2 separate regions of the Macaca mulatta genome follow, and region 2 is linked to region 1. A link is a contact called in public Hi-C data. All regions are on one chromosome and are shown on one strand. Each heading gives the region's core, a stretch centred on a gene start, on an enhancer-like site or on the middle of the called end of the contact. The rest is flanking DNA. Distances are from core to core; before and after follow the strand shown. Region 1 holds the start of VEZF1 (vascular endothelial zinc finger 1). Region 2 overlaps CUEDC1 (CUE domain containing 1).

Region 1 (3,220 bases), core at 237-2,736:
AACTTCTCCCCCAAGGCCTCCAGGCAGTATCCAATGGGGAATCAGCTCTAAAAGGAACCAGACCAACGTTTTCCAGCCCCTTCATTCTGGTGACTGAGGGGAGGAAAGAATGGGAGGGGGTATTCTTGTCTAGTGGATGGAAAGGAAACACACTGTCAAATTATTGTATCTCCTTGGTTTTCTATTACAGTAGAATTCTCCAGCCATATTTTTATTGTCTATGGGGGAAGTTGGAGATGGTGACCTTGATTAGAAGTGTCTGGAGGGGGAAAAATGGAGGGGATAAGATTCAGTTGGTTTTGGAAAATGTTGAAGTCTTAATGCGTCCATCTGAAGAATGTTTCCTAAAAGCAGAGTTTATAAAAATATCACTGATACAGCCTGCCCCCTCATTTCCCTGCCACAGGAGATGTCTTGGACTAGAGACACTTGTTTAATAATAGCTTGTCTCTGATATTCCCAGTAGCTACCCTCTGTGTGAGGAAAGGATAGAAATGTTCAGGACATCATCATACAGGCTCCTCATCTACAAAGTTCCAGTAGCAGTGACGCCTACACGGAAGACTTGGAACTGCAAACAGAGGCTGGGGTCACCTCAGTGACATCTCCTGACGCTGTCCAACCAGAAGTTCGATTTTTGTTCTGGGGGTGAAGGAGGAAACAGACTGTACTAAAGGACTAAAATAATTTCTTGTCTATACTATCTCACTTGTTTTTATTTTTGGCGGGAGAGGAGGGGTGTTGGGATAGAATTTCACATCCTATCTTGGAGTGAAGGGGAGGATGGGGAGGCTCAGCCCTTCACCCAAGAATAACCCAGTAATGACATCTCTACGCGTGGGAAGTGTTTCCCTCCACACTGGGAGGATCTGAGGCTGCACCCCAGTGGGATTCCCTGCTCGAGTTGGAAGGCCATCTAGCCATGAGATGCATATCGTAGCGAGAGCGCGGAGGGCTTAGCCGACCAGGGAGGAAATGCCAGAGGGAAGAGACACTCGAAGTCGAAAGGGCTTCCCCCAATTTGGAGGTGGGGACCATGCTGTGCATGAGCGATTGAAGAGCCGGGTGTCCGCTGTGGCCTGTGCCCTCCGCTGAGGATCTGACAGGGACTCTACGGTGCTGGACACCGTGTCTGAGTCACGGGAGACGGCCCAGCTGTGCCCAGCGGGCCAGCGCCAGACCCTGGCGTCCTCCATCTTCTCTCCTGAGCTCCCCCTGCTACAGCTGCCTGAGCCACGGACCGCAGCACCACACACCCCCGCGGGGGGGGACGCCGCGCCCCATCCCCGCCCCGGGCCCCACCCCAGCCCCCCCGCGGGGGCCCTGACCCCACCGCCAGCGGGCACTGGCTGAGCTCCGAGGCGGCGAGCCGGCAGTGGGGACGCCCGGAGGGGGTCCGGGCGACTGGGGGCGGCGGCGGCCGGGCCGGGGCTCCCCCCCCGCCCGCGCTCGCCGCCGCGGTGGTGCGTCCCGGAGGTTACCGGAAGTGGCCGCGCTCGGCGCTGCCATGTTGAGGAGCCGCCGCTGCCGTTGCCGCCGCCGCCGCCGCCGCTTTGTTGTCGCCTCCTCCGGCTGAGGAGGCTCCCCGAGCGGGGGGAGTGGGGAGGAGGGGGGTCGGCCGCCGCAGCCATGGAGGCCAACTGGACCGCGTTCCTGTTCCAGGTACTGGGGGCCCCCCCGGGGGGGCACGGGGGGGACAGGGGGGCCGGGCCCCGGGCTGGCGGGCGGGCGGGCGCTCCTCCTCCCCTCCCTCCCGGCTCCGCTCTCCGGCCCGGCCTTAATCCCCCTTTGTTTTTCCGCCCGCCCGCCCGCCCCGGCGGAGCGGGGCTGCTGAGGTGAAAGGAGGCGGCCTCACGGGGTGCGGGGGAGAGAGCAGGCCTCGGGGTGAACCCGGGGGCCCCCCAGCACACACACGCACACACACACACTCACACACACCCTTCCCTCCCGCCCTGAAGGGGAAGGGAGGAGGCCGGTCGCTGTCACCACCCCGCGGCCCAGAGAAAGGAGGGCGCCGGGCCGCTGGATAGCGCGGGCTGCTGGGCCACTGCGTGCCGGCCCGGTCCGGCACGGTGGGGTGAGGAGGTCGCCAGGTCCTGCTCTGAGTCCCCTCCCGCCACTTCATCCATCTTTCGCTTGTTCTCTTTTCATCTCCCTCTTCTTTTTGTGTGTGTGCGTGCCTGTGTTGACTTTCTGACCCCCTCTCGTGTCCCCGCGAATAGCGGGTATCCCTGTGTTCCCCGCCACTCCCCCTCACCGCCACCACCCCTCTCGTGTTTACCCAGTTCGGGGGGGGGGGGGAGGATGTTGTGAGTGTGTATCCCCTCCCCAAACTTTTTCACTGGATTTACATTTTTTCTTTCCCAAGCCTCAGCCGAGCCTTGGCAGCTGACACCTTCTCCCTCTGTCCAGCTCTCCCGCCGTCCCATTGAGCCCGGGGAATCCCCTAGCCGGGCCGGCCCGGGGCGGGGGGAGCGGTGGGGGCCGGGACTCTTGGAGGCCCGACCTTCTCCCGAATCGCTTTTCTTTCTCGGCCCACCTCGAACGTTTCCTCCAAGTGGAGAGAGCAAACAAAGTCCGCTTACAAAGCCCCCAGATGAGTCACTCTCTGGGATGTTGGTCTTCGCTTTTTTGCAAGAAACTTGAAAGTGACTGTAGCCGATCTGTTTTGGCAATTCTCTTGCCCGCCCACTTTAGATGGGGGACCCCTCTTTGGCAGATCTAGGCTGGAACTTATTTTTTTCCTACTCCTTTCTATTTGCAAACGAAGCATTTAGTGGGCAGTAGCGATGAGCTCACGAGGAAACTTCGGAACTGGAGGAGGTTAGGAAGCTCGTCACTTTTAAGTGCGTTCTTCCCGCCTCTCTGAGTTATTTTCCTTTGAATACTTGGTGAAATCCCAAACGCGTAGCTGGGGCGCTTGATACCTTTTGGAACTAACAGGAACGGATGCAGAATTTTCAAAAAATTATTCTCCCAGCCACTGGATTCATCCTAGTGGAGTTAATGTAGGGATTTGGATAACTCAGAAATTACCTATTGTGTAGACTGGCCTTTTGTTTTAAGACGTATTTTTTCACATGTGGGCAATTTGATCTTTAAGTAGTTACGAAAATATATTTGGGCTTCTTAAAATTGAAAATACCCAACATTATGGAATTCATGAACTTCCCCCTTTTCTCATTCTGGTCAGTGTTGTTTTATTGTACTTTGATGAGCT
Region 2 (3,220 bases), core at 451-2,950, 110 kb after region 1:
CCAGGCTGTGACCTGAAGGTCACATTGGCAGTAATGTGGAGAAGCAGAGGACAGGGAGGTGCTCAGGCAAAGAAGGAGCATGTGCAGAGGCCTGGAGGCAGGAAAGAGGGCCCATCTGGGGGCCTCCTGGAAGTATCTACCGGTGGGTAAGGCTGGAGAGGTAAGCAGATCAAGGGCCCTGTGGCCTTCCAGGGAGCTTCCATGTTCTCTTGCAGCCAGCCGGGGAGCCATTCAAGGGCCTTAACCTGGAGAGTGACACAATCAGGCTCATGTTTTAGGATTCTTCCTCTGGCTGCTGAGGGAGATCAAATTTGAGTGGGGGAATGGCCTGGCCCCCTTCTGCTACCTCCAGTCACTGGGGTGCCGAGAACCTGCAGATGGAGCAGAGTTTGGGAGCGTGGGCATTGGCCTGCTAGGGCAAGAGAGGCAGGGCCACCCCCCGGGAGCATGCTTCAAATGTCACGATCCCTGGGTCCAGGTTTTGCCTGGATGATGTGTGTGTCCTGGGACATGGCTTGAACCACCTCTGGACTTCAATGTCCAGTTTTTACCAAAAATTTTACCTGGAAGGCCTGTCTCTGAAATCCCTTTCCATCAGGTCTGATGTTCCATGGGTAAACCTAGGGGTCCGATGGGGCTTGAAGTTGTAGTTTTGGGGTCCAGAGTCAGAGACTCTGGGCTGGGAAATCCTCCCGCCTCTCTCCTTCCCCTCCCCCAGCCTGTCCTTCCCTCCATCTGTCTGAAAGAAAGATGGTCTCTGAAACCCAGGGGACCCATCCACACAGGCCGCCTGCTGTTTTTCCGTTAAAATTACAGCCTTGGAAGTTTTTTTTTTATTTGCGTCTCAGCTCATTTCTGACATTCCTTTCCGACCACAATGGAGTTGCCTGGGCTGCCTGTGCTCAGGGCCCCCTGGCTCACGCAGCTGTGGGCTGACCTCATCTCTACCAGTGCCAGGCAAGGGGCCAGGAGGGGGCTGGGCCTGGCCTTCCTTCAGGACCACAGGCCCAGCAGCAAGGAAACTCAGCTGAGAACAGGGGCCTCCTCCACCTTGTCCCCTTCTGCACTTGGAGTCCTCGTGGCTAGAGGAGTCCAGATGCACCTTCTGAGGTTCTCCCTCCGCTGCTTTCCTGGGTGGCTCCGAGGTGTGGTTAAGTTGGGGGTGGGCACCCGTGTCCCAGATGAAGACCCTGAGACCCCAAGAACGGGTAATACCCCTGGTGAGGGTCCCTCCCTGCTGTAGCCTGGGGTGGTCTGCGAGTCCCTGAGAGATGGGGCTTCCTCACTCCCCATCTCTGGCCTTTGGAGAAAAATGAAGCCTCCAACAGTGGCAGAAGGTGGCAGTGATGTAGAAAAAATTTGGCCTAGGAATGGGAGTCCCGGGTTGTGATGCAAGCTCCTCTCCAGACCATTCCCTCTCCCCTTGTGTCTGTGCAGCCAGAGGGTGGACGAGGCGTGCTGGGGTTCCCTTGGCTCCAGTCTGCAAGAGCTGAGCTCCCACCAGGCACTTAGCAGCTGGTTATCCCGTCTGCTGCCGCCCCCGCCCCTTCCCCTCGCCCCCGCCGCCGGCCACCCGCCCAAAATAGAAAAGGAAAGGAAGTTATTTCCATAGTCAGCTGCAGCCCGGAAAAGCTCCCCTCCAGTGAGGGGGCGGGCGGGATTCCTGGAGCTGGAGACCAAATCAAAGCCAGGCCCGAGAGAGCGAGAGCGGCCCCCACCGCCCGGCCCTCGGCTGCCTTCTCAGTGTGCCGTTTCCCTGACTCAGCGGAACACGTGTCCTGCGGTTGCCACGCTGCAGGCTGCCATGGAGCTGTGGGGAGCTCCTGGCTGGGCTCCGAGCTGCCCTCAGGCCCAGGGCGGTAGGGCGGGAGCCTGGGGGTCAGGGAGGGTGTGTGTGCCACCCCCTCTTCCTCTACTGCCTTGCCCAGCTGTTGGCTCTGCCATGGCACGGAGCTCCTGCCACACACACACCAGGCCTGGAAAGAGTGGTCCCAGAGCACCCTGAGAGGGAGATCCCTTCCACACTCACCTCTCCACACACTTTTCAGAACACTGCTCAGGACATGGCCTCCTGAGGGGCTCCCCAGTACCTGGGCAGGGAGGCAGCAGTTTCTAGCTAAGGAAACCGAACCCGAGAGGGGAACAGGGGCCCACCTAAGACTACCCCGCCGGCTGATGGTTGAGCCAGAACTGGAGCTTGGATCTGCTTTACCCTCTGTACGGATCCTGGCGTCCCCATATGCCCCCTCTTCAGCAAACCAACATGCAGCAGGCTGTGCTGTTGGTGGCTTATGTGTCTGTTCCTTTGGACCATACCTGTCACTCAGCACCGTGAGCCTGGCACTGTGTAGGTGCTAGCATAGAAGCATGAAAGGATACAATCCCTGCTGTCTTTAGGGCACATTTGTAAACATCTATAGCTAAATCCACAGAGTTCCACATGTGCACCATGGACAGACAGCGCTGAAGGTCTAGAGACCTGGGCGGGCATGTGACTGGACAGCATGAATGGCTGGGGAGTTCGCTGAGGCCGGTGGAGACATCTCCAGTGATGACACAAAGTGATGGGCCTTTGTTCTGGGGGCAGTGGAGGCCATGGGAATCTCTGAGCAGGATCTGACCTGCCTGAGGACCTGGTGTGATGGGGCCAGGAGACCTGGGGTTGGGCTTAATGACTCCCTCTTCCCTGTCACCTCCCATCCCCTAGTATCGACGTGCTGAGCTCTGCAGCCCCTACAAGCCAGAGACGCTATCGGAACTGGAACCCACCACTACTGGGCAACCTCCCGGATGACTTTCTCCGCATCCTCCCCCAGCAGCTGGACAGCATACAGGTAACAGGGGCCGCCCCCGCCTTCCACTCCCACCTGCCTGTCCAGCATCTCTCTTTGCCCACACAATTTGTGCCAGCCAGTTTTACTTCCTGATGTTTAAACCCAGGCTGAGCTATTTCTGTTGCCCTGGGTTCGTAGGGAAAGAATGCTGAACTGAAAGCCTCACTTCCTGCCTGGGTCTGGAGGTTTCCTGTTCTATCCAGGGAAGGTGGCAGCCTAAGGAGGCTGTCTGCTGCAGCAGTCACCTCAGGCTGGAGAGAGGCGGGCATGGGGTGGCCAATGGTGGAGGGCCAGAGCACCCCCCTTCCTCCCTCGGGAAAGGGCCAGAGGCAGCTTCTCGATAGATGTTGGCATGCTCCAAGGTGCCCCACAGCGGGGCAGGTCCA

Evidence for each region. A called contact is a pair of places that touch in the nucleus more often than the background predicts.
Region 2: a Hi-C map of fetal cortex germinal zone shows a contact between it and region 1, with 3 times the contacts expected there. The contact joins the enhancer-like site here to the promoter of VEZF1 in region 1. A contact is called at or near these places in 4 of 14 Hi-C or Micro-C datasets (blood, fetal cortex germinal zone, fetal cortical plate and 1 more).

The regions. Positions count from the first base shown.
Region 1 is chr16:52,001,176-52,004,395 of T2T-MMU8v2.0, forward strand. It overlaps VEZF1 (vascular endothelial zinc finger 1), which reads left to right and starts at 1,487. Exons shown (of 8, transcript XM_077970977.1): 1 at 1,487-1,662. LOC144335563 reads left to right here. Exons shown (of 8, transcript XM_077971040.1): 7 at 1-89; 8 at 464-701. The coding sequence ends at 466.
Region 2 is chr16:52,115,366-52,118,585 of T2T-MMU8v2.0, forward strand. CUEDC1 (CUE domain containing 1) reads left to right here. Exons shown (of 12, transcript XM_077970988.1): 5 at 2,708-2,834. Among named protein-coding and RNA genes, the nearest start is that of MRPS23, 26 kb to the right of the region's middle. Within about 2 kb of position 1,701, at least 28 of the 40 cell types and tissues checked have an H3K27ac peak or open chromatin away from gene starts, as enhancers often do. A contact at or near this core is called in fetal cortex germinal zone and fetal cortical plate, where this site is marked.